3 separate regions of the Mus musculus genome follow, and all the other regions are linked to region 3. A link is a contact called in public Hi-C data. All regions are on one chromosome and are shown on one strand. Each heading gives the region's core, a stretch centred on a gene start, on an enhancer-like site or on the middle of the called end of the contact. The rest is flanking DNA. Distances are from core to core; before and after follow the strand shown. Region 1 has its middle 35 kb from the start of Gm39096. Region 2 has its middle 23 kb from the start of Gm23847. Region 3 overlaps Gm33248 (a long non-coding RNA gene).

The links. A called contact is a pair of places that touch in the nucleus more often than the background predicts.
Region 1: a Hi-C map of uterus shows a contact between it and region 3. The contact joins two enhancer-like sites. A contact is called at or near these places in 3 of 484 Hi-C or Micro-C datasets (cerebral cortex and uterus) and 1 of 115 datasets of contacts at active chromatin or transcription factors (embryonic basal ganglia).
Region 2: a Hi-C map of uterus shows a contact between it and region 3, with 4 times the contacts expected there. The contact joins two enhancer-like sites. A contact is called at or near these places in 3 of 484 Hi-C or Micro-C datasets (extraembryonic endoderm stem cells, nephron progenitors and uterus) and 1 of 9 other capture datasets (embryonic stem cells).

Annotation. Positions count from the first base shown.
Region 1 is chr7:130,128,142-130,130,923 of GRCm38.p6, reverse strand. No RefSeq gene overlaps it. Among named protein-coding and RNA genes, the nearest start is that of Gm39096, 35 kb to the right of the region's middle. Within about 2 kb of position 1,508, at least 27 of the 459 cell types and tissues checked have an H3K27ac peak or open chromatin away from gene starts, as enhancers often do. A contact at or near this core is called in uterus, where this site is marked.
Region 2 is chr7:130,057,123-130,059,822 of GRCm38.p6, reverse strand. No RefSeq gene overlaps it. Among named protein-coding and RNA genes, the nearest start is that of Gm23847, 23 kb to the right of the region's middle. Within about 2 kb of position 1,387, at least 11 of the 459 cell types and tissues checked have an H3K27ac peak or open chromatin away from gene starts, as enhancers often do. A contact at or near this core is called in uterus, where this site is marked.
Region 3 is chr7:129,679,712-129,682,411 of GRCm38.p6, reverse strand. All of the region lies in intron 2 of Gm33248 (a long non-coding RNA gene), which reads right to left. Among named protein-coding and RNA genes, the nearest start is that of Gm33248, 14 kb to the right of the region's middle. Within about 2 kb of position 1,426, at least 34 of the 459 cell types and tissues checked have an H3K27ac peak or open chromatin away from gene starts, as enhancers often do. A contact at or near this core is called in uterus, where this site is marked.

The DNA of each region.
Region 1 (2,782 bases), core at 259-2,758, 450 kb before region 3:
CGTCCCTCTCCCCTTCCTCATCTGTAAAGAAAGAGCACAGACAACTGCATTTTAAGAAACACTTGCAATAATGACCATGGCACATAACAATTAAAAAATTATTTTTGCTTGTTTGTTTGAGAGAGGACTTCTCTGTGTAGCCCTGGCTGTCCTGGAATTTGATATGTTAGACCAGACTGGCCTCAAACTTAGAGATCTGCTTGCCTTTGCCTCCTGAGTGCTGGGATTAAAGGTGTGTACCACCATCACCCAGCTGACAAAAATTCTCTAAAAAGTCATTTTCAAATGTGTGTGTGTGTGTGCGTGTGTGTGTGTATTTGTAAGTGCAAGCATGAGCATGCCACAGCACACTCGTGTGATCAGGGCATAACCTCCATTGTCAATCCTTGCCTTCTACTTTGAGACAGCATTGCTCTGCATTGCCTGTGTGAGGCTAGCCTGCAGGCTTCCAGAGAACCTCTTGACTTTGGCTCCCATCGCTTCACAGATGGCCTGGGATTACAGATGCACACTACGGAGCTTGGCTTTTCTGTGGGTCTTGGGATCCAAACATGGGTCCTCAAATTTGCCTAGTAAGTAAGTGTTTGATCTGACGAGCCATCTCCTCAGCTCAACAACAACAAGGACTAACCACAAGTTCTTTTCTCTTATAGACAAGTCACCATCTTTGATATAAGAACACTGGCAGTTCAGGTTGAAAAAGTCACTCTCTTCATTTGTTCTCTGGCCATAGATTTGTGTGATTGCCGTGGGTATAGTGGAAGTCTGCCCATGAGGGTGGTGGCATGGAGGGAGGTAGAAGGCACCCAACTATGCTATGTAGAAAGAAAATTGCTTGCAGTAAAATCCCGAGACTTCGGCGCAGAGAACTCAGTGAATTTATATCGAGCAAACCAGATTAATACTCTTTTTTTTTTTTTTTGTCCCCCTTCCTCCTCTTCTGGTTCCTTTCAAATTATAAAAGAACTGGACAGAGGGAATCTTGTAACTGTAATTTGTTCCAGGTTTGAATAAAGCGTATTTGTGTCTTATGAAATCCTATGAGAAAAAAATGTAATTCAAATTGGCTTGGAGATGCAAGCTGTCAGATAGATTGAAGGCTGGATTATAAACCACGACTAATGAGAGCCTGCAACTCCACAGAGTCAGGGACGGCGTCCAAGAGAATCTCTGCAAGGTCCTACAGGGGAGGTAAACAGCCTATTAATTAAGGTAGCAGATGGTAGTAAATCGGGAGATGCTTCGGATTCCAAGGACAGAAAAAGAAATGAAAGCGGGGAAGTTGGATTGGGTGGTTAGAAAGCCCAGCACGAAGTCAATGACAGGAAAATAACAAGAGCTGCAGGTAGCCACCGAAGCAAGCGGCATTTGTGCTACCAAGGGGCTTAGAGAGGGGCTCGAAATGTCAGTGGGCTGGTGGAGAAGCTGCCGGCCAAGGGGGTTGGCGATGTCATGGTGTGGAGCCAGGACCCTGAGGAATGCCTGGGCTCGTGCGCGCAGGCTGAAGGCAGTAATTTCTGGGCAGGAGTCATCTTAAGGCCTCCTCAGGGGAATTTGCAGGCAAGAAAGCTGCCTGAGTATAAGGGACTAAATTGGATGCAAACTGAAGACCTAAATTAGCACCGGCGGAAAAGATGCAGGTGAGGTAAGCTGATGAGAGTGATTTAGTCGAAATGGTGAAGTGGGTGAAACTTGGGGATTTGGATTCCAGCCGCACCCCCACCCCCATCCCAAGCCTATGTACCCTTCCACCAGGCCCCCAGCTCAGCCACAGAACAGGGGATAATCATGTAGCCCTACTAAGCCCCAGTTTGTGGGAGATTCCTGTGCAATCACCCTCAGAGCACCTACACACCTTCCTTGTATCCCCATGTAGCAAACATAAGCATCATGGACATTCAGGAGGAGAAGGTGAGGCATTTTCGGCCACTTTGGATGAGAGAGAGCCATCTTTTGTCTTTTTTTTTTTTGAGATTATATTATGATGTAATCACATTATTTTTCCCTTCCCTTTCCTTCCTCCAAACCCTCCCATATACCCCTCCTTGCTCTCTTCCCAATCCACTGCCTCTTTCTTCATTAGTTGTATGTGTGTTATGTATATATACATATGCGTATATATTCCTAAGTATATATATTCCTCAGTCTGTACAAAGTTACCAGTACGTATGTACGTTTTCAGAGCTCACCATTTGGTATCAGATAAGCAGTTGGTATGCTCTTCCTTGGGGAAGATTCTTTCTCCCACTGTCAGCATTCCTTAGTTGCCCATAGTTCTTGGTGTAGGGTTGAGTCCTCATTGACTCCCCCCCTGTGTGCTGCATCGTGTCTGTTGCTGCTTTTGTGTCATTCAGCTGGTGTTTAGGCAGCCTCCCTGCTAAGACTTCTGGCTGTAGCTTCTGACATTACTAGGAAGTGGACTGGAAGAGCCAGAGGATCAGGGAGTTTGCTGTGAGAGTGTCTTCTAGTAACATTGGATCTTGTTTTTGGAACACAGAAGCTGGCCATGCTGTCAGTTAGAGAACAATCACATTTAACTCAGAGGATAGAAGCTAAAGCCATCATGTGATCTGAGAAAAACATATGGTGGAAATTACCCTTGAAAATCTCAGAAATTGCCCATAAAACACAGCTCTGAGCTGTCCTGTGAGAAGCTCTTTTCTGATGTCAAGTCCTCCAGCGCTGGGCTGATCAACGGTTTGCTTTCCAATGAGCTTGGGACCAAGAATAGCAGGTGATGTGTTTTTGTTTTGGGGTGATGCTAGATGAAAATGTCTAACTT
Region 2 (2,700 bases), core at 138-2,637, 380 kb before region 3:
CATGATCAGAGGGAACACGTACGTATCAGCAGCAGATGGAAAGGAGCTGTTTATTGAGATGTAGGGAATTATAGGAGGCTAAAATCCCATTTTTTTTTTTAAAAAAAAACAAACCTCATTTTATACCTGGCTTCCAAAAGCGGTTGTTTGACCTTTCCTGTGGCAGCCATGTTGGGTTTCTTATGAAAATCAGTGCTTTGATTTGTCTTGTGTGTGGCACATTTGTGTTTCCTCTGGTAGGAGCCAGTGGGGTAGCCATTTCCACATTCATTTTGCTGCTCATTTGGATTTCCAAAAGAACCGTAAAATTTAGGACATAAACAGACACCCTGGAGAGTATTTTTGTTCCAGCAGACACACTCGCAGGACACTACTACATGTGATCATATTTTTCTTTGGGGAATTTGGAAGGCATGGTAATAGTGGTTTGGTTCTCTACATGTCTCAGAGTTTCCCAGTAAACATGTGAGAGTCCCAGTAGTGCCCAAACAAGGTGGGCTAAGTTTCGTCTTTCTTTTAAATATGCAGGTTGGGCAATGGAAACTGTCAGAAAGTGAGACTCAAGCCCAGAGGCTGGGGTAGCGAGCGTCTGAGTCCAAGATTGGAAAGTTGTCCTTGATTGTCCCGTCTACAAATATTTACTAAGCTACTTCCCGGGGTGAGCAAAATAGCCGTGTTTCCAGATTTTGCAAGCTTCACTTCCTAGTTGAAAGGCTAAACTTCAAATAAATAACCTTACCAACGTTTCACTTCAGACTGTGGAAACTGCTCTAAACATGAAGCCTAAGATGCTCTGTGGGAACACAACCAAGGAATCATACTTAGACCGTCAGGTGGGGGATCTGTGTAGAGCCCCACTCCTTGCCTCTGGAAGTAATATTTAAACTGATCCCCAAAGACACAGGAAGGAGAAGTGAAGATATATGCATAGCCCGTGACCTAGAACTGAGCCTGACCTGCTGAAGGTCTTGACTTGAGCCAGAGCCAGAGGTGGGAAGAGAGCAGGTGGGCAGGGGAGAGTGGGGCTGAGCTGGAGATGAGAAGGTTGGCTGTGAGCACTGAGAGGTCTCTCGGAAAGGACAGGCATTTACAATCCCTCGTGAGAAATAAACTCCTTTCAGTTTTGGTGAAGGTTTTGATTCCATTTTGGAAAATCAAATACCCTTCAGGCAATTTAATAAAGAACCCAAACACGAGTTCGAAGCCTCCTGCTGATATAAATCACTTTGCACAGTACGTAGGCGGGGGCTCCTCTCTCACTGTTACATTAATCCTGCGTCTACCATTGATTGCGCTGGATTGGCTCCAGAAGAACTAGACACGTTGGAGTTGGTTTTCTGGGAAGATTTACAGCAGCCCTATTTCAGTTTGGTCTAGCTGTACTTCCGCACCACGTGAACACAGCTCAGTGAATAGCCCTTCAGTCACACGGATCCAAGGGCTCCCCCTCACTCGGACTCTGCAGCGAAATGCTTTTCTTGAGACTTGTAGGTAGAACCCTTCACTGAGTCCCTTACCAAAGGATCTAAATGAGAAACCAGGGATTATATCTGGGTCCATATGCTTTAATTCTACCATGTGGGCCAAATCTTGGCTAGATTACCTCAGGAGGAGAAGTCACCAGGGAAGGAAAAAAGAAAGCAGACACTCGACTTTGGTTCTGTGTGTTCTGTGCTCTGAGACAGAGTAAAAGAAATCTTTGCTCTTCCAAACTCCCCACCAGAATGACTTCTAGAGACACACAACACTAGTTATCGAGGATTCCTTCCTGTCTTGGCATAACGGCCAAGTTCTTCGTTCTCAAGGTAGCGTTCGGGAAACACCACATCTATGTTCAGCAGGAAAGGGCAGTCAGGGTTCAGAAGTTCTATGGGAAAGGAGGAGGGGTCAGCCTGCAAAGTCAGATGAAAGTTCTCAAGCAGATATGGGGGAGGAAGGCACCATGGAAGAGAAACTCAGAAGAGACGAGGCTTGGGAGGAGGGTCCCCTTTCTTCTATGGGGAGGATGGATTTTCTTTTACTGACAAAAAGGATTGACTACTGCAGATATAGTGACCAGGCTTGTGTGACTGAGAGTTCCCAGGTCTGTGGGCAGGCTTTGGGTGCTGGGGGAGGAGTAGCTTTCTAGCTATGCATTTGTTGGTTTTTTTCCCCCAATCTATTAACTTATGGCCGACGCTAAAAGACATAGATGGAAAAATTCAGAAAATTAGTTTCGAAAAGAGATTGTTCAATGATTACTCTGTTCTGAATTACGCCTTTTGTTAGCATAGCATTTACACACACTTTTAAAGGAGACAATAAGTTAAAAATATTCAAATGTGGGCTAGGTGGTTCAGCAGTTAAGAACACTAGCTGTTTGTCCAGAGGAACCAAGGTTGATTCCTAGCATTCCCATTTTAGGGAGATTTAGTGCCCTTTTCTGGCCTTCACAGGTATCGGACATGCGCATGGTGCACAGACACACATGTAGGCAAAACACCCGGACATAAAAAAAAATAAGTGAATGAATACAATAAAGGAACACCTAAATGTTTGTGATGCTTTAGGCTTTAGCATGGGCTTTCCCGTTTTCTAAGAATAGTCTTTGAAATGCTACAGAGCACTCAACATAGAGGGTTGCCACCATGATTTCTTTAGCCAGTCTCACGTTCAAGGTATTTGTACACTTTTGCTAATATGAATCACCATGGGTTAAGC
Region 3 (2,700 bases), core at 177-2,676:
GGCCTTTGCCCAAGCTGTGTTCCACCAGGATAGTTGTATAATTTTTAAAGCTATTTGTTTTGTTTTCTCTAATAACTTGGGGGAAGTTATTGATAAAGATAGATGAAAAAAATACCACATCTGGATATTCTGCATAGGAAGTGACTACAAACAGGAATACAGCATGCATTCTACAACAAAGAGAATGGGTAATCTCCAACTGCACAGAGTCACATGGGTAAATCACATAAGGTCACCTGGCAGGGGCAGGGACCGGCACCCCCAATTCTAGAAATTGGCAGTGCATTAATTAGGTAGAATCAACCCCAGAGTCAGGAGGGCATCCTATAGAGGGGGATCAGAGTAGGTAGGGACAAAGAATTCTGTTTTCTAAATTGAAAATGCCCTTTGGATCAGGTGTGGGCTTCGCAGGTTGCACAGTTTGCAATAAACTTAGTTTAATGTCCAGTTAACAGTAGCTATGGTGATAAGCTACAATAACACAACACACACACAGACAGACACACACACAAATAAAAATAAGCAGAAACTCAGCAAACGTTATCGTGCTGTTCAGTTCCACCCAGAAACTCTCTCTAGGACCTGAGTCTGTAGAAGACAACTAGGTGCACACGGGGCTTGGCGCCTGCTTGCCAAGTGTTCAGCTCCTCTTGGGCCAGTGGCCCGGAGAGAAAGTGGGTTTCTCCACGGTTGCTGCCTGTTCTCTTTGTCCCGACACTTGGGAAAACATGTCCCAGGTGCAAATGAGGAGACTGAGGCAGAGGTGGAGAGCTGGGATAGGAGGCAGGTAAACCGAAGGCTGTGGTGCAAAGGAACCAAAGAGCCAAGGTCTCCTTGCTAAGTCCGGTGACATGCTCTGTCACTGTAGCTGTGACACTGGCGAAGAACTGGCTTTAGGGTCTTTGTCTGCCAGGAGCTTCCCATCACACCACCAGGTGTGGACTGAGTTTTGGGCTGTCTGTCATTGCAGACCTCCTGTCCAGCCTAGAAAATGAATGGGTACTGTCACCACCACAGGGCAGAGGGAGCTGATGGGAAGGGCTAGGTAAGAGACTTGGAGTCACTTGAGTGAAACCCATCACCACCCATCCCCTGGGGCTCTCATACCAGCTTCAGCAGAAAGCCTCTTGTGCCAGGACCTGATTTAATCCCACCTGACCCCCCAGAGTATCCCCAGCACCAAAGGGCTGAACAAGGAGCCCACCGCTTCCTTTTAAACTCTTTAGTATTAAGCGTTAATGATTAAATAGGGTTCCTCCATTAACCCCACTCGGGCCTTTGTCTCCTGGCCAAGAAGGAGTCTCCTGCTTTGAAATGTCACATAAAAATGATAAATGCCCCCTTCCTCCCTCCCAGGGTCACCGGGTCCCAGTATTCTTTTAAAGTTTGAGAGGCCAACACAGGGTGCGCCTTGTTTAAACACAAAAGCACTAGGCCAATTGTGTAGTCAGGCTAGGGTTGTGCCCTGGAGAGAGACGCGCATGGCAGCCACAGGGACTCTGGACAGACAAGGGAGCCCCACAAGCACTGCAGTGTTGGGGCTCAGAGCACTTGAAGATCCAGTGGCATGGATCTTTCAGTGGAATGAGTGAAGCCAGGGGTTGCAAAGAAAAGATGAGGGCTCGCTCTGTCTGTGGGTTCTGGCGAGCTCTGCACAGTGTTGGTTGGTCCCAGCACCTCAGGATCAGGTCTTTCTTGGGCTCCTTAGGAATGCAGAGGCCCGCCACCTGGTGGCATGAGACTGTAATCCTAGTTGCTAGGAAAACTACTTCAGGAGAATTACAAGTTCAATGCCCAGGCAGCTTAGGGAGACCTGTCTCAAAATAAAAAGGACTGAGGGCAGGGAGTGACACTGAGTATGAATCTTGGTGCTGTACCAGCATGCTTGAGGTGTAGGTTTGGTCCGCAGTGAAGGAAGGAGGGGAAATGAGAGAGAGAATCAAGTGAAGAAAAATAGAAATAAGGAAAAAGAGAAAAAGAAAAATGGTGTGTGGGGGGAGAGGCAAGACCACACACACACATACAAACACACAGACATACACACACACATATACACACATACATACACACATACACATATACACACATGCATATACACACACATACAAACACACAGACATACACACACATACACATAAATACACACATACATACACACACATATACACACACATACATACACACACATACACATATACATACACACATACACATATACACACATACATACACATGCACATGCATACACACATACATACATACACACATACATTCATACACACACACATATATACACACACATACACATATACATACACACATACACATATACACACATACACACATATACATACATACATACACATATACATAAACATACATATATACACATGTACAACCACACACAGATACACACATACATATATACACACATGCACACACATATACATAAACATAAACATATATATATATATATATATATACATAGATAGATAGATAGATAGATACATGTACACCCACACACAGATACACACATACATATACACACATATATACACATAAACACATATGTACACATATACATACATATACACATACACACACACAGACACACAAACATACACAGAGAGAGCGAGAGAGAGAGACAGAGAGAGAGACACTAGTATATAACTGCTAATTTAATTCTAACGGTGTGCCATT